Linked DNA regions of Xenopus laevis: region 2 is linked to region 1. The links are chromatin contacts, called in public Hi-C maps. All regions are on one chromosome and are shown on one strand. The core of a region is the stretch at or near the end of the contact, and the rest is flanking DNA. Distances in the headings are between cores, read along the strand shown.

Region 1 (3,959 bases), core at 1,282-3,781:
ATCTCCATTGGGATATAAAAAAAGTGAACACTTAAACCCAGAAAATTGTTTTATTGTTTTATTTTAAATATTGATCTTTAATCAACATTTCTTGTTTGTGTTTTGTAAAATGTCAAAAACTTCCACTAGATGTCCCCCTTCCTCCTTTTGTCCATGATACATACACATATATGTATTTATTTAAGAGAAAAATACTCCCAGCATTTAATACTTAATACTTACGGCATTATAAAAGCAGTTTGCATTTGGAAAATGCTTTCATTTGTGTAGGTCACTCAGCACAACTGAGTACACAACCAGCTGACCTCAACAGAAATCAAAGGACACAATATCTCTGTTGTATGTGCATGACCAAACACTGATCCTATTTTCCGTCCTCTTACAGTCTAAAGCAAACTTGTATGGAAAGTGCTAATGCGAATAAGGTGAATAAGTGCAGAAACAATTTCAGCAGTCCCAAAAAAAAACAAAACATGGACAGGCAATTAATCGGAGTGTAGCTATTCTTTAATTATTAAATGATGTTTAGTTCTTCTGCGTGATACACACAAGACATAATTAAAGGGGGTGGTTCAACTTTAAGCTAACGTTTAGTTTTTTTTATTATAGTTTTTGAATTATTTGACTTTTTCTTCTGACTCTTTCCAGCTTTCCAATGGGGGTCACTGACCCCATCTAAAAACAAATGCTCTGTAAGGCTACACATTTAGGGGGTTAAGTCAGAATGCTAAAAACTCGAAAAATTCTAGTTTTTTACTATAAAATCCGAATTTTTGTGGGGAAAAATCTAAATGTTTTCGAGATTTATTATACCCCGAGGCTGTGAAAAGTCAGAATCTGAAAATCCGCCATCTCAGACCTGCCGAGGTTGTTTATAAGTCAGTGGGATAGGTCCCTATACTATTTGGAAGTTTCTGTGGTCTGCAGTGGAATTACCCTGAAATAGTGGGGATTTTTGGGGTTATTCCAGTGCAGACCACTGAAACTTCCAAATAGGATAATTGTACAATTTGGGAAAAACCTCTGAAAAATCATTCAATTTGGGTTTTTGCCCAGCTTTATCGAGTTTTCTCCCGGTCCAATTATATCAAGCTTTTTTTTAATAATAAATAAGGTCACATCGTGGATTTTAGTTTGGTCAGACTTTTTTATTTTAAAAAATCAGAAATAGAGGGGTAGAGAAGTCTAGAAATCCTTCTATACATCAGTGATGCCACAACTGTTGATATGATATTGTTTAGATTTTTTTGTCCCTAATTTCCTACAAAGGATTACAACAGGATTTGTCATTAGTACTAATGGGAAAAATACAAACCTGAGTATGGCATGTCTATATTGTTACTATTTACACATTACAAGATTACAACATGTTACATTTGCATACATTTTTATGAATAATAAAATGAAACTTGATTGTCACCTATATATATATATATATATATATATATATATATATATATATATATATGGTGTTTACCTGTGTGTGAATATCTATATTACCGGTAATACCCAAAAACATTTCAATAATATTGATATCTATTTCAACACTTGAACGGAAACATTCTATTCTTACCATTTCCATGAGGTTAAAAATAAGTGTGAGCCAGGCCCAGACTGTGTAAGTACAGTAATAGTCTTTTTCACTTTACCCTTCCTGCTTCTGAATAAAATGACAAGCTGTCAGCCCATTGTTACCCAATATTTACTATAGCTCCTCAGGAGTCGCTTGTCAGCTGCTGAGATGTTAAATAATCTTGCCTTGCCTCCCTGTACCGTCTTATTATGGTTTATAATTATACTCAGCTTTCCTAAAGATGATGCATTTTTCTGGCAGTTAGAAGAAAAACAACGTTCGGGTGCACCTAATGCTATTTATAATTGACTCAGTTCTGCTCTACTGCTTTGCACTTCAGATGACATTAAATCTATAAAAATAAACTCTGTGTAATCCTCCTACTTTACTAGTTTGGTCAACCACTTTCACCAATCATTGCTCGTGACCATTATGGAGCTAGAATATTGTGGTTTAAAATTTCTTTAGCTAGCTATTTGCTTTTAATTCTACTTCTCTCGTGTTATTGTTAAATTATATAATACAAATAGACTAGAATAGGAGACAGATTTAGCTTTTTTCAGAGAATATATTAAAAAAGTTCCGTAAGTATTTGGAATTGTTCGATGTATCGACAACAAAAATGAAAAAAACACATGCCTTTTACAGTATGGCTGCCCCTTCGCTTTGTTCATTTAAATGGAAAAAGGGTATTTGACATGTACAAACTGATTGTAAAATTCAGAAATGTGTCCCCATTAGACACATAGAAAATGCCCCCCAGCCTCAAAACGACAAGATTATAGTACGGGAGAAAGCTCTATATCCATTTAGACATCAGGATTCTTTCATATTAAATAAAACAAATGCAAAAATCTGAATGAATAACAAAAGGCTTAATCATTGCTACAGCCTGGACTATAAATACCTTTGCCCACCTTGCATTCCTTTGATGCTCCCCATCTCTCATTGAGAGATATTCAAGGTGTGCCAAACCAGAAAAACAACTGGAGACCCCCCAGCAGGGAGGGGATCACATTAACCTTCCTGATTTCCCATTTCCTGCTGCCCTTTAATGTTTGCCCATGAATAGTTTTGTCTTTATATATTTGGCCCACACCTCTTTGCTTCACTCCAGGAGTTTTTCCATCTGGTGAGGCTAATATAACTCTGTAGGCAACTAATAATAGATTCACAAGATAAAGGACAGTTGGGAGCAGCGAAGTTAATGACCATTGCCTAAATTATTGGTTTATTTATTTCAAAGCAAACTGCGTGCTTAGTCAATTCTAACTCTACAGTGCAGGTGGCACTTTGTTAAATGTGGACCTTTGGTTTTGTTTTAAATAAAAAAAAATCTGGTACAGGTATGGAACCTATTATCCAGAATGGGGTTTTCTGGATAACGGGTCTTTCTGTAATTTGGATCTTTTTACCTAAACCTAATAGGCTGGTTTTGCTTCCAATAAGGATTAATTATATCTTGGATCAAGTACAAGGTCCTGTTATATTATTACAGAGAAAAAGGAAATCATTTTAAGAAATTGGGATTATTTGATTATAATGAAGTCTATGGGAGACAGCCTTTTCAGTAATTTGGAACTTTCTGGATAACGGGTTTCCTGATAACAGATCCCATACCTGTGTCTGTTTAGCTGATGGCACAATTTCAACTAAACCAAATGTAAACAAATAAGTAGGGTGGAAAAGCTGCAGATGATGGTTCTGTGCCTGCCCAAGGCAACCATAGCCCTTTAGCAGTAAAGATCTGCGTCTCCAAAGATACCCCAGTAGCTCCCCATCTTCTTTTCTGCTGATTCACTGCACATGCTCTGTGCTACTGTCACTAACTGAGTCTAGGGACCTTCTCACAATATACTGAATATATAAATATTTATATATATAATATAAATGTCAGGTGGTACATGGTAGCTCAGAAACAGCACAATTAGAATCAGAGTTTAATAATCACCCCTGAGCATCGGCTTCTAAGGTGAACTCAATTTCTGCTTGATCATTTGCAAAACTCCTAAGCTTCGCTTCTCAACTACTGCACTGAGCATGTGCAGTGTCACTGACACTTCTAGCAGGATCCAAGATAGGGAGTTCCAATGCTGAGTTTTGGCCAGATACCAGTCTGGTAGATATGTCAGAGTGCCACATACACAGGCAGATAAGCTGCCAACACAAGCAAACAAGCTTACAATCTAGGAAACCACATGCTCAATTCATCTATATTAAGATATGTATATGTATATATGCACCTCTGTCTCTCCTAGGAGACCGCTCAGCCTCCCCTCCTATAGCAGCTCCAGCTCCTCTTCAGGGGTGCTCAGTCCGCAGCGTCCCCACCGCTTAACTCAAACTGTGCCAAAGGAATGGACGGCACTCCACTTGAAGAGGAAAA
Region 2 (3,637 bases), core at 111-2,610, 110 kb before region 1:
CCTGCCGATCACATCATAAAAGGGGCGGGCGAGCAGGCGGGCGGCCAGGGCCGGATTTACATAGAAGGCGCCCCTAGGCCCACTGCCGTCCATATTCCCTGCCCCCTCACCTTTATTCGTGCAAATTTTCATCATCATAGGGACTGGAGTAATGGGGATTGGAGTACTGGGAATTTAAGAAATGATTGAATCTCCAGCACATCCCCAGTGTTCTTGAACCGATGTGGGTGTGGTTGGGCAGCATGCCAGCCCCCAAAAATCCTGCCACCCTAGGCCCGGGTCTTGGTGGCCTTTCCACAAATCTGGGCCTGCGCGTGGCTGTAAAGCCCGGAAATCATTTGCTGGCATTTGAAGGCGGCGGGCGGGGAGAGCAGGAGAAGAGCTCAACCCGTACCTGCGAAGAGTAGTGCGAGGTCGGCCTGAACCCGCAGGTATCGGGCCGGCCCGCACATCACTAGCTCAGGCAGAATGCTTAATTGTGGGTAATAAAACATGACTAAAGGCCCCTTCAAGTTGTATATATAGCCAGGTCTGGACTGAGAATCAAAATAGGCCCTGGCTTTTTATGTGCAAAGAGGCCCAAACATCCCTCCACCAACCCAATTAATAGTGACTGCCTATGGCAATTTACAGCAGCAGCCCGTCTGGCATTTGCCATAACCCACAGCCAGTCCGGGCCTGTATATATCCATAAAGAAAGAACCAGAGTTGTCAGAGCAGTCCCACACGAATCACTCACCCAGGATCTGTGGTTCTGATCCAGCACGGAGGAAGCGAAGAACTACCTGTATCCATTCTGGAACCGGAACACTCTGAAAGAGTAAGCGATGGAGGATCCACAGAAGAAACCCATTCCAGATCAGAGAGACGCAATAAAAATGCCAGAAGCACCTGATGAGAAATAAAACATAGCCAGTGTATGCACCTTCTCCGCACATGCGCATTGGGTACATTCAGCTACTGCTGCTGCTGCTGGGACAGGGAGAGCAACTGAGAGCAGAGTCAGTCTTTGGTTAATGAGGAAACGGATCATCTTCACCAGACAGGATCCCACTTACCTCTTAGGGATATCAAACCACTGGAGCCATGCGGGGCGCTGCCGGCCGACTTTAGTCTTCCCATAGCGAATGAGATCATGGAAAACGCTGCACAAAAGGGAGCGCCCGCAGTCACAGCCTCGTAGCAGGTATAAGAGCAGAGCGCTAAGGAAAGCGACATCCAGCACCAGCCACACTAGTGCCAGCAGGCTCACTCCTGGCGGAAGCAGCTGCACCAGCAGCATGTTATACCATGTGTCATCCTCTCTGCCAGTGAGCAGCCGTCTGCCCAGAGACCACGCCCACATAGAGGGCGGGGGATAGTCCTGTCCTAAATAAAGTATTAGCTGGCTGTACTCTGCTGCCCCCTCCTGGTAAACAAGATGAATTGGACACTGGAAATTAGCCATTTGTAACGATGACACAGAGCTGCTGATTATTATTATTATTATCATCATCATCATCATCATTATGCAAAGCAAATGCTTCCTGTGCTTAGTAACTTGGGAAGCAATATTCAGTATGATAAGCTTCATATATTCTGTGAATTCTGTGCCTGGAGCTTTCTGTACATATGATGAGACTTTTCTGCTTCTGGATGGAAATTGCTGTTGTCTGGCAAATAAACTGGAACAATGCTTTTCCCTTTATATACTATACTATTCTGCCGTGCAAAACTACATTTGCTGAAAAAACTGTAAAAACCTCTGTAAAATAAATTTGATCAAGTTGTAAGTTTTGTTACGCAATGCGAACGCTAGGTTTGCCACTTATTGTACACTGTTTCAGACCTTTACAAGTAAGTTCCGGCTGCAGGCCCAGATTTGTGGAAAGGCCACCTAGGGTTGCCACCTGGCCGGTATTTTACTGGTCTGGCCGGTAAAAATGATGGTTGATCCCAACGTTATTAATAGGAAAAAAAGAATAATTTATAGGAAGGCCGGTATTTTTTTCCAGAAAAGGTGGCAACCCTAAGGCCACCTAGGCCTGGGCCTAGGGTGGCAGGATTTTTGGGGGGGCAGCATGCTGCCCAACCACACCCACATTGGTTCAAAAGCACTGGGGATGCGCTGGAGATACAATCATTTTTTAAATTCCCATGCGCCAATCCCCATTGCTCCGGTCCAGATGATGAAAATTTGCACAAATAAAGGGGAGGGGACAGGGGCGACGAACGTAGCCTAGGGGTGTCCACTACGTAAATCCGGCCCTGACCGGCTGAAGTTGCTGAAAGAAAAAGCTCTTTAAAGTAGGGATGCAACGAATCCACTATTTTGAATTCGGCTGAACCGAATCCGAAGGGGAAAATTTATATCCTTCCTTGTTTTGGGACAAAAAGTCACGCGATTTCCCTCCCCACCCCTAATTTGCATATGATTTAGAAAAAAGGCCGAATCCCGAATCGCAGATTTGGTGCATCCCTACTTTAAAGCAGACCTGTCACACAGACATAAAAAGCTGTATAATAAAAGTCCTTTTCAAATTAAACATGCAATCCAAATTCTTTTTTTTTTATTAAAGTATTCATAGCTGTTGTAAACTCATTTAAAAATCTCCACTTTCAATCAAATATTGCCTGCCCCTCCTCTATGCCTAAATATAATAATAATAATAACAGGGCAGACAATTACTTTCACTTTCCATTCAGCACCTAATTGATGTCACTGCTCTCCCCACATTACATACTGTAATAAAGTTGGAATAAACAGCTTCAAAGCAGTATTTTTCAAAAGGGTTGTACCCGAAACATGTAGTGTTTTGCACTGCTAATAAAAGAAACACATGCAGTTTGAAAATACTGCTTTGAAGCTGTTTATTCCAACTTTATTACAGTATCTTATACCTTTTGGGAGTGTGACACAGGCTCCTAGGAATTCACAGCGATACACTTTTTGAACTTATACGCTGGAACCAGCAATTTGTCTCACTCTCCTCACATTACCCCTGTTCTCTTTACCATGTAATTGTGTAACCAGGGCATGGGGATGGACATCAGGGCCTCCATTCTGGTGCACAAACAAGATTTTGAGATGATGCAAGACTTGCCTTAATAACAGTGTCCACAAAATGGCTCCTGCCTGCTTGTTATAATTATGAGTTCCCAGACCGAAGGAAACAAGATTCAAATAATTTATACAGTGTAATTAAAGTTTATTTTCCTTGACAAACATGATTAAATAAGATTTGCAAATTTTTTTTCTGGTGACCGGTCCCCTTTAATAATTGCACAATTTTAATGCCATTTTTTACACAGCAATGCCTAGAGACTTATTATGCTGTTTTTTACACCACGTAATAAATATGCCCCTAGGTGTGCATCATGTGTGTGCTGCAAAGGGCAGTCTGGGCAGGTTCACACAGTGCACAAGTAACAATTTTAATTTGTCAGTGCCACATTCAGTCAATGCAGTTTCCCTGTTTACCAGGTTTAGCACAAGAAATAACAAAAGCTGTACTTTTTGTGTGTGATTAAAACAATAGGCAAAATGTATATTCAGCACAAGCCCTATTGATTGCAGTCATGTTAAAGAAGGGGTATTCATTTAAGAAAATGGAGAGCACCAAAATCAGGAATATCTGTCTGGCGTGTATCTGAATGC

The links. A called contact is a pair of places that touch in the nucleus more often than the background predicts.
Region 2: a Hi-C map of the XTC cell line shows a contact between it and region 1, with 5 times the contacts expected there. The contact joins the promoter of srd5a3.L here to the enhancer-like site in region 1. A contact is called at or near these places in 2 of 4 Hi-C or Micro-C datasets (the XTC cell line and animal cap).

The regions. Positions count from the first base shown.
Region 1 is chr1L:42,018,158-42,022,116 of Xenopus_laevis_v10.1, reverse strand. No RefSeq gene overlaps it. Among protein-coding and RNA genes, the nearest start is that of LOC108698463, 54 kb to the left of the region's middle. Within about 2 kb of position 2,531, at least 1 of the 7 cell types and tissues checked has an H3K27ac peak or open chromatin away from gene starts, as enhancers often do. A contact at or near this core is called in animal cap, where this site is marked.
Region 2 is chr1L:42,129,358-42,132,994 of Xenopus_laevis_v10.1, reverse strand. It overlaps srd5a3.L (polyprenol reductase-like), which reads right to left and starts at 1,360. Exons shown (of 5, transcript XM_018229982.1): 1 at 1,059-1,360; 2 at 740-891. The coding sequence starts at 1,345.